Linked DNA regions of Zea mays: regions 2 and 3 are each linked to region 1. The links are chromatin contacts, called in public Hi-C maps. All regions are on one chromosome and are shown on one strand. The core of a region is the stretch at or near the end of the contact, and the rest is flanking DNA. Distances in the headings are between cores, read along the strand shown. Region 1 holds the start of LOC100282465 (ATP10 protein). Region 2 holds the start of LOC100170249. Region 3 has its middle 38 kb from the start of LOC103635458.

Evidence for each region. A called contact is a pair of places that touch in the nucleus more often than the background predicts.
Region 2: a Hi-C map of ear shows a contact between it and region 1, with 2.2 times the contacts expected there. The contact joins the promoter of LOC100170249 here to the promoter of LOC100282465 in region 1. A contact is called at or near these places in 3 of 25 Hi-C or Micro-C datasets (ear, leaf and tassel).
Region 3: a contact with region 1 is called in a Hi-C map of endosperm, with 2.7 times the contacts expected there. The contact joins the enhancer-like site here to the promoter of LOC100282465 in region 1. A contact is called at or near these places in 2 of 25 Hi-C or Micro-C datasets (endosperm and leaf).

The regions. Positions count from the first base shown.
Region 1 is chr8:81,707,604-81,711,816 of Zm-B73-REFERENCE-NAM-5.0, reverse strand. LOC100282465 (ATP10 protein) reads left to right here and starts at 2,062. Exons shown (of 7, transcript NM_001155375.2): 1 at 2,062-2,289; 2 at 2,431-2,471; 3 at 2,578-2,641; 4 at 2,740-2,937. The coding sequence starts at 2,158.
Region 2 is chr8:82,050,261-82,054,473 of Zm-B73-REFERENCE-NAM-5.0, reverse strand. LOC100170249 reads left to right here and starts at 2,075. Exons shown (of 3, transcript NM_001130130.1): 1 at 2,075-2,670; 2 at 4,202-4,213. The coding sequence starts at 2,083.
Region 3 is chr8:82,007,445-82,011,657 of Zm-B73-REFERENCE-NAM-5.0, reverse strand. No RefSeq gene overlaps it. Among protein-coding and RNA genes, the nearest start is that of LOC103635458, 38 kb to the left of the region's middle. Within about 2 kb of position 2,032, at least 18 of the 20 cell types and tissues checked have an H3K27ac peak or open chromatin away from gene starts, as enhancers often do. A contact at or near this core is called in endosperm and leaf, where this site is marked.

The DNA.
Region 1 (4,213 bases), core at 813-3,312:
TGAAGGTCTACGGAGTCCGAGTGTCAAGGAGATGTGGACACTCGCATTTTAATTAGGCTTTTTATTCTCTTTTAGCCGTACTATAAAGAGGGGTTGTCGATGAGTAGTTTGACCAAGAGAGTTCTAGTGTAGTGTTGGTGCACAATCACACTCATACACAGTGCTAGGTGTCACTCTAGAACTCACACACAAGTTAGAGCGAAAACCGATTTGAAAATCAGCTGAAAAACAAGACTTAGGGTTTCTGGCTTTGGGGCACCGGACTGTCCGGTGTGCACCGGACTGTCCGGTGCACCCTCTGCCAGGTGGGCCAGGCTGGTCCACTGCAGGGACTCTCCCAGTCGCAGAAACCCGAGAGCGCAGCCTTCGGAAATGAATTTTAGCGGCACACCGGACACCGCACCGGACTGTCCGGTGTGCACCGGACAGTGGACTGTTCACTGTCCGGTGCGCCATGAGTCCAACGGCTCTGTGTCAGAACTAGCCGTTGGAAGTGACCGTTGGCGCACCGGTGGCGCACCGTTGGCGCACCGGTGGCGCACCGGACTGTCCGGTGCGCCATCGCGCAGCAAGTTTCCTGTAACGGCTAGTTGGTGGGTGAGGGCTATTTATACCCCTTCCACCCACCATATTCAATGTCTTGCACTCCACATTTATTCCAGCACCTTGGTAGAGTATTGCAAGCACCAAAAGCCTAGTGAGGAGATTAGAGAATCATAATCCGTGCTTGTTCCTCATTAGCGCTAGTGAGAGCCACCTAGAGCACACACCACTTGCATTAGGCTTCTCTTGGTCAAGCAAAAGTCTATGGCTTGTTACTCTTGGTGATCGGCATCACCTAGACGGCTTGGTGGCGTTGGGAGCTCGGTGATCACCGTGAAGATCTTGTTGGTGACCCGACTCAAGTTTGTAAGCGGTCTCGAGGGATCCACCGCGCCGGAGTGGCAAAGGATCATCTCGTAGTGAGCACTTGGTTCTTGCGAGGACCAAGGGGGAGCGATACCCTTGCGCGGGTGCTCCAACGAGGACTAGTGGAGAGTGCCGACTCTTCGATACCTCGGAAAAAAATTAGAGGAGTCTTCTAAACTTTGCTTTACATTCCGCACTTAATTCAAGCTATTTACTTTGTGTATTTGTTTAGCAAGTATTTGAAGCATTGTTTTAGCCTTGTTACGTTTCTAGTATTATTTTCTTAGTGCTAGTTGTTGGGGTGAAGTTGGGCTCTTGTTTAGCTCTTGCTTAGGTTTTAATTAGTGTTGATTTTTAGAAAAGCCCAATTCACCCCCCCTCTTGGGCATCGTGATCCTTTCAATTGCATTCATACCCTCAAAAAATACATACAAGGTTTACAAATGCCATGAGGACAGTACTGTCATTTGCACTTAACAGCTTGAATAACACCTTCTTACGTCTCCTTTCTGCTTCATCATGACGAAGCTTGCTTCGTTGTACTTCCATCGATCTATATCGAATCTTTTCTGGTGACGAAGCTCCTGCAATACTTAATAATATGCTGAAAACAAATGATTAAGCGTGTTTCTGAGGTCCTTCGAAAGACGAAGGCCCCCAACAATATATATGACCAAAATAAAACTAAGATGTTTTGTGGCTGCCACATTAAAACCTTTGGCCAGAAATAAAAAAGAGTACAAGTAGCTCACAAATAATATTCAGTTATCTGTTTAGTGTTTAGTTGCCATACAGAATACATATATAATGATCATTATTACTATTCACTATCCCATGTAGGTATTGGTTCTCGAATGCCTATTGAAGTTTTAAATTTTCCAAGTTGTGTTGGTCCTATGGACTTTGACGGGTGTTAGTTAAATAATGAGTCTATGTTTAATAGGCTTCGATGAGCCTTTGTTAAATGAGCTATACTAGACTGGCCCATAACCTTGACTCGAGGCTCAGGTACAACATATATATTAGACCGTTCTGATCTAGGTCTATAATTAGGTTGAACCGTGCTAGACTTGTATAACTGAAATGGTGTGATTTGAACCGGCCTGTTAGACGGTGCACAAAAGTACACATCTGGCTCCGGCCCATATTGTCACTAGTCACTACCGCAGCTGTCAGCCCGCTGACCAGTCTCGCTCTCTCGCGGCTTCCGAATCCTAGCGCGAGTGGATCGGCGGGCGGGTGGCGGCGATGATGGTGAGGGCGCGCGACGCGGCGCGGGCGCTGCTCCGCCTCGCCGGCGCCAGAGCTGGCGTCCATAGGGACTATTTCCCTCCGCTAGCGCGCGCCACGTTTGCTCGCGCCTTCCTGGATTTCCGCAAGGTAGCTGCTTCGTCTCCGTTCCTCCTCGTTTCCTCCGCAACTGCAGTTAATTTTAGAAGATTGTTGAACCGTAGAAATGGAGATGGTTGAGAGTGAAATGAGTGACTTTTGTGTGTGTGTGTGTGTTGCTGGAGTGATCAGACGGGGAACAAGGAGGCCATCGAGAAGGATAAGGCCAGGCTGTAAGTCTCCTCTCCTTCAACCTCGTTTACTAGCCATTACTGGTTACTGCTGCTGCGCTGCAGCATTGTATGGTGTGATGTTTTGGTTCTGATTGGTCTAGTGCAGTACCGATGAACTGAGTAGAGGCTACTTCCAAGACTTTGCCGAGATCCGCGAGAACGCTGGCAAGGTATATCACCTATATATAGTATGTACTATGTAACACAAATTTACTAGTTTTTGATCGGTTTGAGTAACCAGTAATCACACTCGCAAAAAATGGTTCAGATTGCGACAGCGAGTAAGGTCATCATCCCAGAGGTAGATGCTGTGAAGTTTCCTGATCTTGATGTGGATTCCCCTGATGGAGGGGCACTGCATCTGCCTCTTGTTGCACCAACTCTGCAAGCTGATGATGGTGAGGCTGGAGACCATAAGATTCCTGGTGCTTCATTGGTGTGCCTTTCCTTCCGCGCAAGCTCGCTGGTATGAGGGACTACCCAGCTTTTCTTGGCTAGATAGTAGATTTCTGCTATGACAAATTGGACTCCAATTGTTTGGTTTTGCATTATTTCTGCAGAAATCTAGCACCACAACTCAATACCTTTTATGTTACTGCATACAATTACATATTAATAGGATTGTATAGTGTTAGAATATAAGTGAATTGCTAGTTGAAGTGCATGCAACTCAACATGATATCGTCCAGGTTTCTCCCTACCTTTCTGGTTTCTAGGTGTCTCTACATCGTGCCTCCATGATAATACATGTACATTTGGGCTGGGCTTCGTGGGCCAGACCGAAACACGTAAACAAAGCACGACCCAAATTCGGCATGGCCCGTAATAGTTTAGTGTCGGGCTAGCCTGGCCTGATGCCTTAGGTCGTGCTTGGGTTGATGCCTTGGGCTCACATGGCATGGTCAAGTCCTAGATTTATGGTGTCATCTCTCTCGAGCTAGCTGAAACCATCCAAACGTTTCGTTCTCTCTATACAACCTGCTTGGCTTGGCTTGCCATGGAGTCGCGGTTACTTGGGAACAGGGAGGCACGTGCTCTTCACCTTGATGCTCAGTTTCGAAACTTCGCCCAACTAGACCTCTCCATCACCGACTACTGCAAATGCCGCTAGGGCATGGTTGATGCCCTTGATGGTCTTGGCAAACATGTCCCTAACCGTACCATCACCCTCAACCTGGTTTGCGGTCCTAATGACATGTTCGCCTCCATCAACCTAAATCTTCTGCATGGGTGTCCCTTCCCCTCCTTGGAGGCCCAAAATGATATGCTACTGGAGTAACTCACCCAGGCGCACTCGGTGTCAACCCCTCTTACGACTTTGGTGGCTACAGACAATCAGGCACACAACGCCCCCTTGTTGCAGGTGTCCAGTGCCCCTCTCCTAATTCTTAGCCTCGCCAAGATCAGCCCCAATCGTCCTCTGGCTCTGCAGCCTCTGGGGGCGTTCCCTCCAACAATAGGCATGGCAAGCACCGTGGCAAGAGGGCCTCCAGTGGCAGCCAAGGCAGCTCCAGTGGACAGTAGGGATGGCAACATATCAAAGTTGGATCGGATATTGCACATATCTGCCCATGACCATATCCGCGGTTGCAACCAATATCTACGACTAGATTGGATATGATAGAGAGTATCATTTTTCAACAATTCAATAACATAATTAATCAAATTTCTTCCGAATTCACCATTATGCACAGTCAAAAACATAATAAAAGAATTATACAAATACACATGTCTTTTAACAA
Region 2 (4,213 bases), core at 826-3,325, 340 kb before region 1:
AATTTTTGGGACCAAACATGAGGGCGCATCTCTAGGCTTTATCGGTGTTGAGGACTTGCTGCATCTAATACGGAAATCACTTCATTCATAGAGATGTTCTCGTGTGAATAATAGCAGATACGCCTGTATGGAAACAAAGGAGAACAGAGCGAGAGCTAAACCAATTTTTAAACTAAAAAACATAGAAAGATAGGCCCCAATCTAACCATATCAATTATCTTTGTCTTGATCAGCTCAACTCTAATCTCCATGGCGTAGGCCATATCTAGAGATACACGCAGCAATGAGATATGCGACTGTCGCTGCCTGCAAAACACTCATGCAACTACAGCTAAAACCTCCCCCCCCAGAGCTACAATGTCAAACACGATAGAGAGAGGTCAGAGGTGTGCCTTGTTCTCATGCAACTTCAAACACATACAACGATAGATGTTATTTTACTTGCTACCAAAGTGGCAAAGTGCTCATATATTGTAGATTAATTAATACTCCTACTTGTTTGAAACACTTAGGTGTTATTTGGTTCAGACCTTGTTAAGGAAATGGTAATGAGATCTCTTACCGACGGTAATGATAACTAGTTATAATTGGATTGGATAGTAGTACCTAGTAATACTAGAAAGAGCTCAAGCAAACAAAAATTTTGGTATCCATTACTCCATATAAACCATTTACGTTACATTTTGTTGAACCGAACACCACCTTAATTTAAGTAGATTGCGGCGTTCGTCGGGTGCGGCGAGGTGGGTGCGAGTAGAGATGGCAATGGGTAAAAACCCGCTGGGTATTACTTGCCCAAACCCATACCCGTGAAGAAAAAATACGCTCGCTAAAAAACACATACCCATGACGGGTATAAAATTTTACCCAAACCCATACCATGCGGGTTTCGGGTACCCAACGGGTTTCCCATACCCACTAACATCAACATAAAAAATAATTCATCATGTAAATGACAATCAATACATTAATAAGCTAGCATAAAACGAATAAGTGATAACTAATTTTAACTTAAAATTTGTTACATCAAATTTATTTCAATTAGAACATATTCAATTAATAATATTATGAGACATATTTATAAGAAATGTTGATTTTAAGGCGGGTTTAAAAAACCCATGTGTTTGCGGGTATGGGTAGTGGAAGAACAAACACATACCCACGTACTCGTTGGGTTTCCATTTAAACCCATTAACAAACCTATGGATACAGAAATTGACCCAAACCCTAATAGAGCAAAAACTCATCGGGTTTCGGGTAGCGGGTACCCATTGCCATTTCTAGCTGCGTCCGTTGGGGTGCGGCGAGGTGGGTTCCAATCACCTCCTCATTTTGACTGTATGTGAAGACCACGAGTGCGGCTGATTTTGACTTTGTACCTGAGTTGTCGTTCCCGGACTCCTCACGCGATGGCTATGCGGCAGCCGCGAAGAATCATAGTCTAGGTAAACGAGGAAGAAAAGCCGCCGGAAATTCCTAACGCTGGTTTAGTGATAAAGAAATTGAAGATGATCTATTGATTTAAATAGCAAGGGATTTTTTTAGATCCCTTTCAATTCTTTTGTCACTAAATCAATATTTAGATCTTGTTTGAATTGCGACTGCATTGAAGGAAGAGGTTAAGGAAAATTAAATAACGTTTTTATTTAATCTTAACTAGAAAGATATTTAATTCTGTCCGATCTATCCCTTCGCAATGGAACGTACCCTTGTAGGATAATAATCCGCGACCCAAATTTCTAATCACGCCGGAGAAAAATAAGGCCTCGACTTTAATTCGTTTCCCCATTTTCTGGTTGCAGATTGATTCTTTACCATTTGTATCGCCATTCCTCCCTGTTCGTTGGGCGTGGGGTCTCAACCTAAAATCAGTCCCATTCCGCGCTCCTAGTGGAGAGTGGATTCGAACGGAAACACCTTTTTGTGCCCCAAGATGCCTGTTTCCGCTTCGTTTCCACGCCACACCTTTTGAATCCTTTGCCGTCACCTCGCCTTTTGCAGCACTAGTTGTTTGTCAGCCTTCTTGGAGTGTGGAGGGGCAGAGAGCGCCGTCCTGTTGATTCAGGAAAACAGTCCGAGCCGATGGGCAGGAAGAGCGACGGCGCGCGGTTGCAATGCGCTGAGGCCAAACTGGCGACGGATTGGACCTGCTGCTTCCTGGCCCTGCCACCGGCAGCACCATCCGCTGTGGATGGCGATGGTGGATTCAACCTCTCGTGGAACCTCCACCAGTCCTTCCACCCGCCGGCCGGCCTCTTCGCCAGCGTGGGCCAGCAGGTTGGGGTTGGGTTCCCAGGGCCTTCGTCCCAGTCGCCGGAGACGCCACGGGACCCATACATGAAGTACGTCTCGCCGGAGGTTGTTGAGACACCTCTGCCGGGGGAAGGTGTGGGGGGGTTGAGGGACAAGGGGAAGAAGAAAGTCGTGAAGCTCAAGATTAAGGTTGGGAATCATCACCTCAAGAGACTGATCAGTGGAGCAATCGCAGGCGCAGTGTCAAGAACTGCTGTTGCACCTTTGGAGACGATCAGGACGCATTTGATGGTGGGAAGTAATGGGAATTCGACGACGGAGGTGTTCCAGTCTATCATGAAGCATGAGGGATGGACTGGGTTGTTCCGTGGTAACGTTGTTAATGTCATCCGGGTAGCCCCAAGCAAGGCAATCGAGGTAAATAGCTCATCCACATCTGTTATTTTTGCAATGTGTTTACGTTAGGCACATGTTCAACATAATGTGGAAATCAACCCTTGGCTATGCATTTATTTTTTAGAATTTATAACTACCTTTTTGCAAATAAACTGAACAATTAGTTGGTGGTTACATCCAGTGTTAATTTGTAGCAATATTTCCTCGTTAGCAATGGTACAAATGTTTTGAGTTTTCTATAATTGGGGCACATACATATGGCAATATGCTCAAGTTGTCACCCAGAGAATAACGAACTCGCATGCTTTTCCCAATATTTGGATCTTAAGCCTCATCTACACTGAGTCTCTGGTTTTTTTAAGTTCCCTCAGTTTTCTAAGAAAGCAATAAGTTTGTTACACAATCCATGTTGGGGTTGCCAGATTACAAGCAAAAGTACAAAGAAGTCTAACAAAGTGCCATGCTGCTATTACAATAAAATTTCTATGATACCTGAGATGCTTCTAATCACTGGATTGTAATTACTAAGCCAGCATAAATAGAATTTTTCATGACCTGAAACTATCAAGAAAGTCTACCTTTTTGTTATGGTAACGTATCGAATGCACATGATCCATTTGGTGCACATGCACATATTAAATCTGAGCCCTTTATCTAAGAATCAACGACTGAGGTGCGAAGGGTTTATTTGCAAATATGCAGCTACGCGCTGATGAGTAAGTGTCGAATGTTTTTTTTATAAAATATTTTAATCGTTGATCGTGGGACGAAGGGTGCAGATTTAATATTTTTGTTATTGGCTTATCTTAGTGGAACTCTTACAGTGAAGTACTTGTAAGCAGAGTTAATGCATACATATTTTTCCTTGTTCCTCCTGAGCAAGGTTATATAGGTTAGTGGGCTAATCTTGCACCGTAGAGACCAATCACTTTAGGCTTTGTTTGGGTACTTTAGTATTTGCTCCAATACACATGGATTGAGGTGCATACACCCCAATCCACCTCAATCCATATGTATTGAGGTAAATACTAGAGTATCCAAACAAAGTCTTAGGATGTTGCTGGGTTTCTGTGTGGTCTGGTAAATAACTGGCTTCATAGAGCTGTTGAATGCACACATTCTAGGAATTTAAACATTTAAAGATAGAAGAGCTACCGTCTTGTAACCTGTTAGTCTTTTGAGAAATATAAAAGTCAGAATTGCTTGTTTGAAGAGACTAAGGTTTGGACCTTCAACCTTGAGTTGGTATCCCTTAGTGAATATTAGAATAAAATGCTCGTATATTGGAAGACTGGGTGGCTTGCTGGCTTATTAGTGAACTGGAGATCAGCAGTCTGGATGATGGGCTTACGCTGCATTTTCTAGTTGCATTTAGTATCGGCACATGTTGGATAGCCATAATGGCTATACATATTAGATATCATTACATGCGTTGTGATTCTAGGAATTGTCACGACTATAATGGCAATATTTTTTATGGTGCTTATGGTACAAACATGTACATGTATGCAGCATTAAAATATCTAATTGTTTGTTTTGACTTTTTTTGCAGCTTTTTGCCTTT
Region 3 (4,213 bases), core at 783-3,282, 300 kb before region 1:
TCAGCTAAGGGTGTCTCATTCCACCCTTGTGGTAGCACTGTTATCTCAAGTTAAGCTCCATGTTCTAATTAACACCATATTCTTGTCATGAACAATAAATAATCCAATAACAATGATAAAGCATGATCAAATGTCATTTAGCGTTACTTCCCAAAAACCAGGTAGAGCATAACCAATCTACCCAATAGTTCATTTGTTTGCAAGGTGTGGGGTAATCAAAACTAGGGTAACCTATTAGGTCACATCAAATTAACCTAAACATGTCACATTGATTAACAGGAACATTATTACGTAAAGAAGAGTGATCAAGGGCACAACTTGCCTTATACTTTAGAATCCAGGTACTTCACCAAGTTGGTCTTCCGATGTCACCTGGCTTCTATGTGTAGCAATACATACAATCAAGCAAATAATGGGTATGGTAACATTACACCAAAGCATATGAATAAACAATGTAAGAGTACTCTACACGCTACTACGAAATTGTAGGTTCGAGAATCACTAAAATCGGAGTTATGGTTGAAAGGTATGGTTTTCAGAAGATTTAGGTGGTTAAGTAGCAAAAGTATATCCTCTGTTAAATAATATAAAGCATGTGAGAAGAATATTATAAATAAATAACTAACTCAATTTTAATCTAAGTTATATCTTGAGTAGAGATCATATTTTAGTCAGATTATAGTCAGATTGACTTTGACTAGAATGATTAATCAACTAACATAAGTTAAATAAATATCCCATCATAAAAGCATGTGAATGATACAAATAATGTTTTAGTGTGTAGACAAGTTTATTATGAAGCCAACACAACTAAAATAGACCAATTTGGAGTTAAATCGCAAAAGTTATGGATTTTCTAAGGTTTCCCTTTATTTTTACACCTATAAATTCTTTTTCTGTATTTTCTTATGTACTTTTATGGTCTACGGGATGGCAGACACAATTTCTAAATAGATCAAGGTGGAAAACATAAATTCTAGGACTAAGTTGCAATAACTTTTGAACTGCTACAGATGGTGGGTTTATTAAACAAAACGAGAGGGACTATGATGCAATTATTCTCGGCCGAAGGGGTATCGACTAACCACAGCCGTTCGATTTGAAACCGGTGGCACTGATTAGATCGACCGTAGCCCTAACCGGTATGCAACTAAGGCCGCAAGATCCTAATCCTACAGTCACGACGTTATGAAATGAGATCTAATACAACCCGTCCGTTTAGCAGATTAACGACCAAGATCCTAGGGCGAAAGGGTATGCTAGGGATCTAATCAGAATCGTTCAACAACGATCCATTGGTTCGCAGCCACCACGTCGAAGAGGTATGCATGGCTAAATCCTAGCCATCGGTTTGTGGACCAGTGACATGTGATATCTCTTCCCCCACACGTCGCCCAGCGGCGGCGATGGCCTGCCCCACGGTGGCAAAGCTCACCGGAGCAAGCCGATCCGACGCCCTGGTGCATTAACCCATCACCGGACATGTTCTACAAAGAATTCCCCAAAGCCCCAGCCATAAGGCGGATGTTAACGTTGAATTGGATCATGACTCCCTTCACCCACGGTGCAGGCGACCCTGCGAATGTCCGACAAAGAATTCCCCAAAGCCCCAACCATAATCTCTGTACGGGAGGGAACTCGGCAACTCTGCTAGACGACACGATGAGGCCCGGACGACGGTGAAGGTGAGATGCCTATGTGGCGGCGGCTTCATCTTCCCTCGCTTCCTCTCCGCAGTTTGCCCGATAGTGGTGCAACTTTGATTCCTCTCCCTCTCTTGGCGTGACGGTGCTCTCCGATCGACATTGGCCAATCTAGATGGATGAATGGGGTTGGATTTATATCCCCACCCGACGAGATTCCCTACCGCGGAACGCAATCGACCAACGAACATGCGATTTTCGCGGTGTCTTTGGACATCCGTAGAACTCCGGATGACGACTCCTATTGTCGGGCCCCACCTGGAAGAGACTAATCCCAGGATGAGCGGGTGCCGAGTGTGGAGCCAAGGCCGGTCGTGGCCCGTGGCCAATGCACAGGCAAGTGGGCCGGGGTAGAGGCGGCCCGGGCGGTTGTGTGGAGAAAATGGGAGCAGGCCGGGATGGTGGTGCCGGCCCAGGTTTGTTATTTCTTTTTTTCTTCTCTCTTTTGTTTAATTTTAATTACAAAGCCAACTATGTTTTGAATTTCAAACATAGGTTCAAATGTACAGATAAAAAAACCCATCATGAGATGCAACTAAATTTATTTCTATATTAGTTACTTTACCTATTTATTTAAGGAAATGTCTCCAATATGCAACACACCTATTCCTTGTTAAATAAATCATTATCTTGGATATGTAGTCAAACTAAAAGTTTATTCCAAAAAATTTAATGTTTTATCACCTATTATTTTAAGGGTAATTATATTCTGATGTATAATCCCAATTAAGGGATATTCTAACTTACATATTTTAGAGAATGAGCTAACTACATTATTTAACAAAATAATGATTTCACTTTCAGAAGGGCCGTTTTTATTAACCTTTTGTTAGAAAACCACATTAATTGAAATCTTGGGATAAATCTTCCTAACCCCGAAGTTAGAATCTTAGGGTGTTACTTTCATGCAACAAGTGGAAGTGAAATGGAAGAAACGCTTGTGTCTTTTGGATTTTATGGTCGAAACTATTTTGAGGATTATATGTGGACATAAGTTGCACATCCCTAAAATTTCATAAATTTCTAAGGCTATTTGTGTATTATTAATTTCTTTTTGAGCAAAATCATCAAAATGCAATTAAATTCATAAACTATTCTAGGGTTGACCGAAAATTGCAAATAAGTTACCATGACTAATTAATTTCTATAAGAAGATAACGTCAAGTTCCCACTTGAAAATGATAAAGTGAGGTATTGATTATGTTGAAAGTTTGATACTTAAGAGTGATTTCATGGGTGACTCACGCAACAAATGGAAGTGAAATGAAAGAAAGACATACATCTTGTGGATTTTATGATCTAAACATTTTATTGAATTATATGTGGACATATGTTGTGCCTCCATAAAATTTCATAAATTTCAGAGGCTATTTGTGTATTATTAATTTCTTTATGTAGAAAAACTTCAAAATGCACATAGCTATCCGAAAAGATATCTGGATATCCAAGAAGATATCTGGATTTCGATGGATATTATTCATCTCATATCTGTATATGCTATCCAAAATATACTATTTAGATTGTAAACCAAAATCCGGATATGTTGCAGATATCCCAAAAAACTATCCAACAAAATAATTGGCCTCTCTGTTGGTCGAATGCTCGGATAATATCAGTACCGTTTAGACCCTACCCATATACCATGCTCGCAACTTGGATGATACTTGAGGAGGAGAGGAGGGGAACACCACTGTTAGAGCATCTCAGAGTTCACTAACGCGAAGGACGATGCCTTGAACAACTACATCAACGTAACTGCTTGATGTAGCCTTAAATTGACTCACCACAATACGAACTCGCCACTGCACAACCTTCATGTGCCTCGAGCCCATGATGAGACCTTTGACACCTTCTTTTGATTTCTCTGGTGAGATTCTCCCATGCCACTATTGTGTTCCCTCAATCTAAGGGAACTCAAGACTTGGCCTTGGCGAGCACCAAGCACAACACACACACAAACACCCTAAATTCTATTTTTTTGGAATTTCTAAAAAATGTCAGAAATAAGTTAGCTCTATAGCCAAATTTATAATGGAGGTGTATAATAGACTTGGAGGGGCTTTGTAAAGGCCTAGTAGCGTGATCCCACTGAACAACTAAGTATTGTTTAGCATGACACAAACCATGACTCCCTTTGCTCATATTGATACAATTTTGTTGAGCTAAGCTTGTATTTTAAATTGTGAACTCTATTTAATACTTGCTAAATCTGAAAATTGTTCACCACTAAGATTGGCAACTAGTATGTGTAAGATGTGTTGAGATCCTTTTTGCTACCACTACTATATTAGGTTGCTATGTTTCATGCTTTTTAATGATTCTCTATCTTAGTCATACCCTGCTAAACTTTAAGTCATGATAAGTGATAAATAGAAAGATTGAGATGGGTTTGCATTTTTCACTACATCACTGTATCGAGATTGTTTCTACAAGGACATTAGAAGATCTTGAGAAGTGTAGTATATGATTGAAACTGGTGTCTTTAGCTCTAATAGGCTACACCTAGTTGA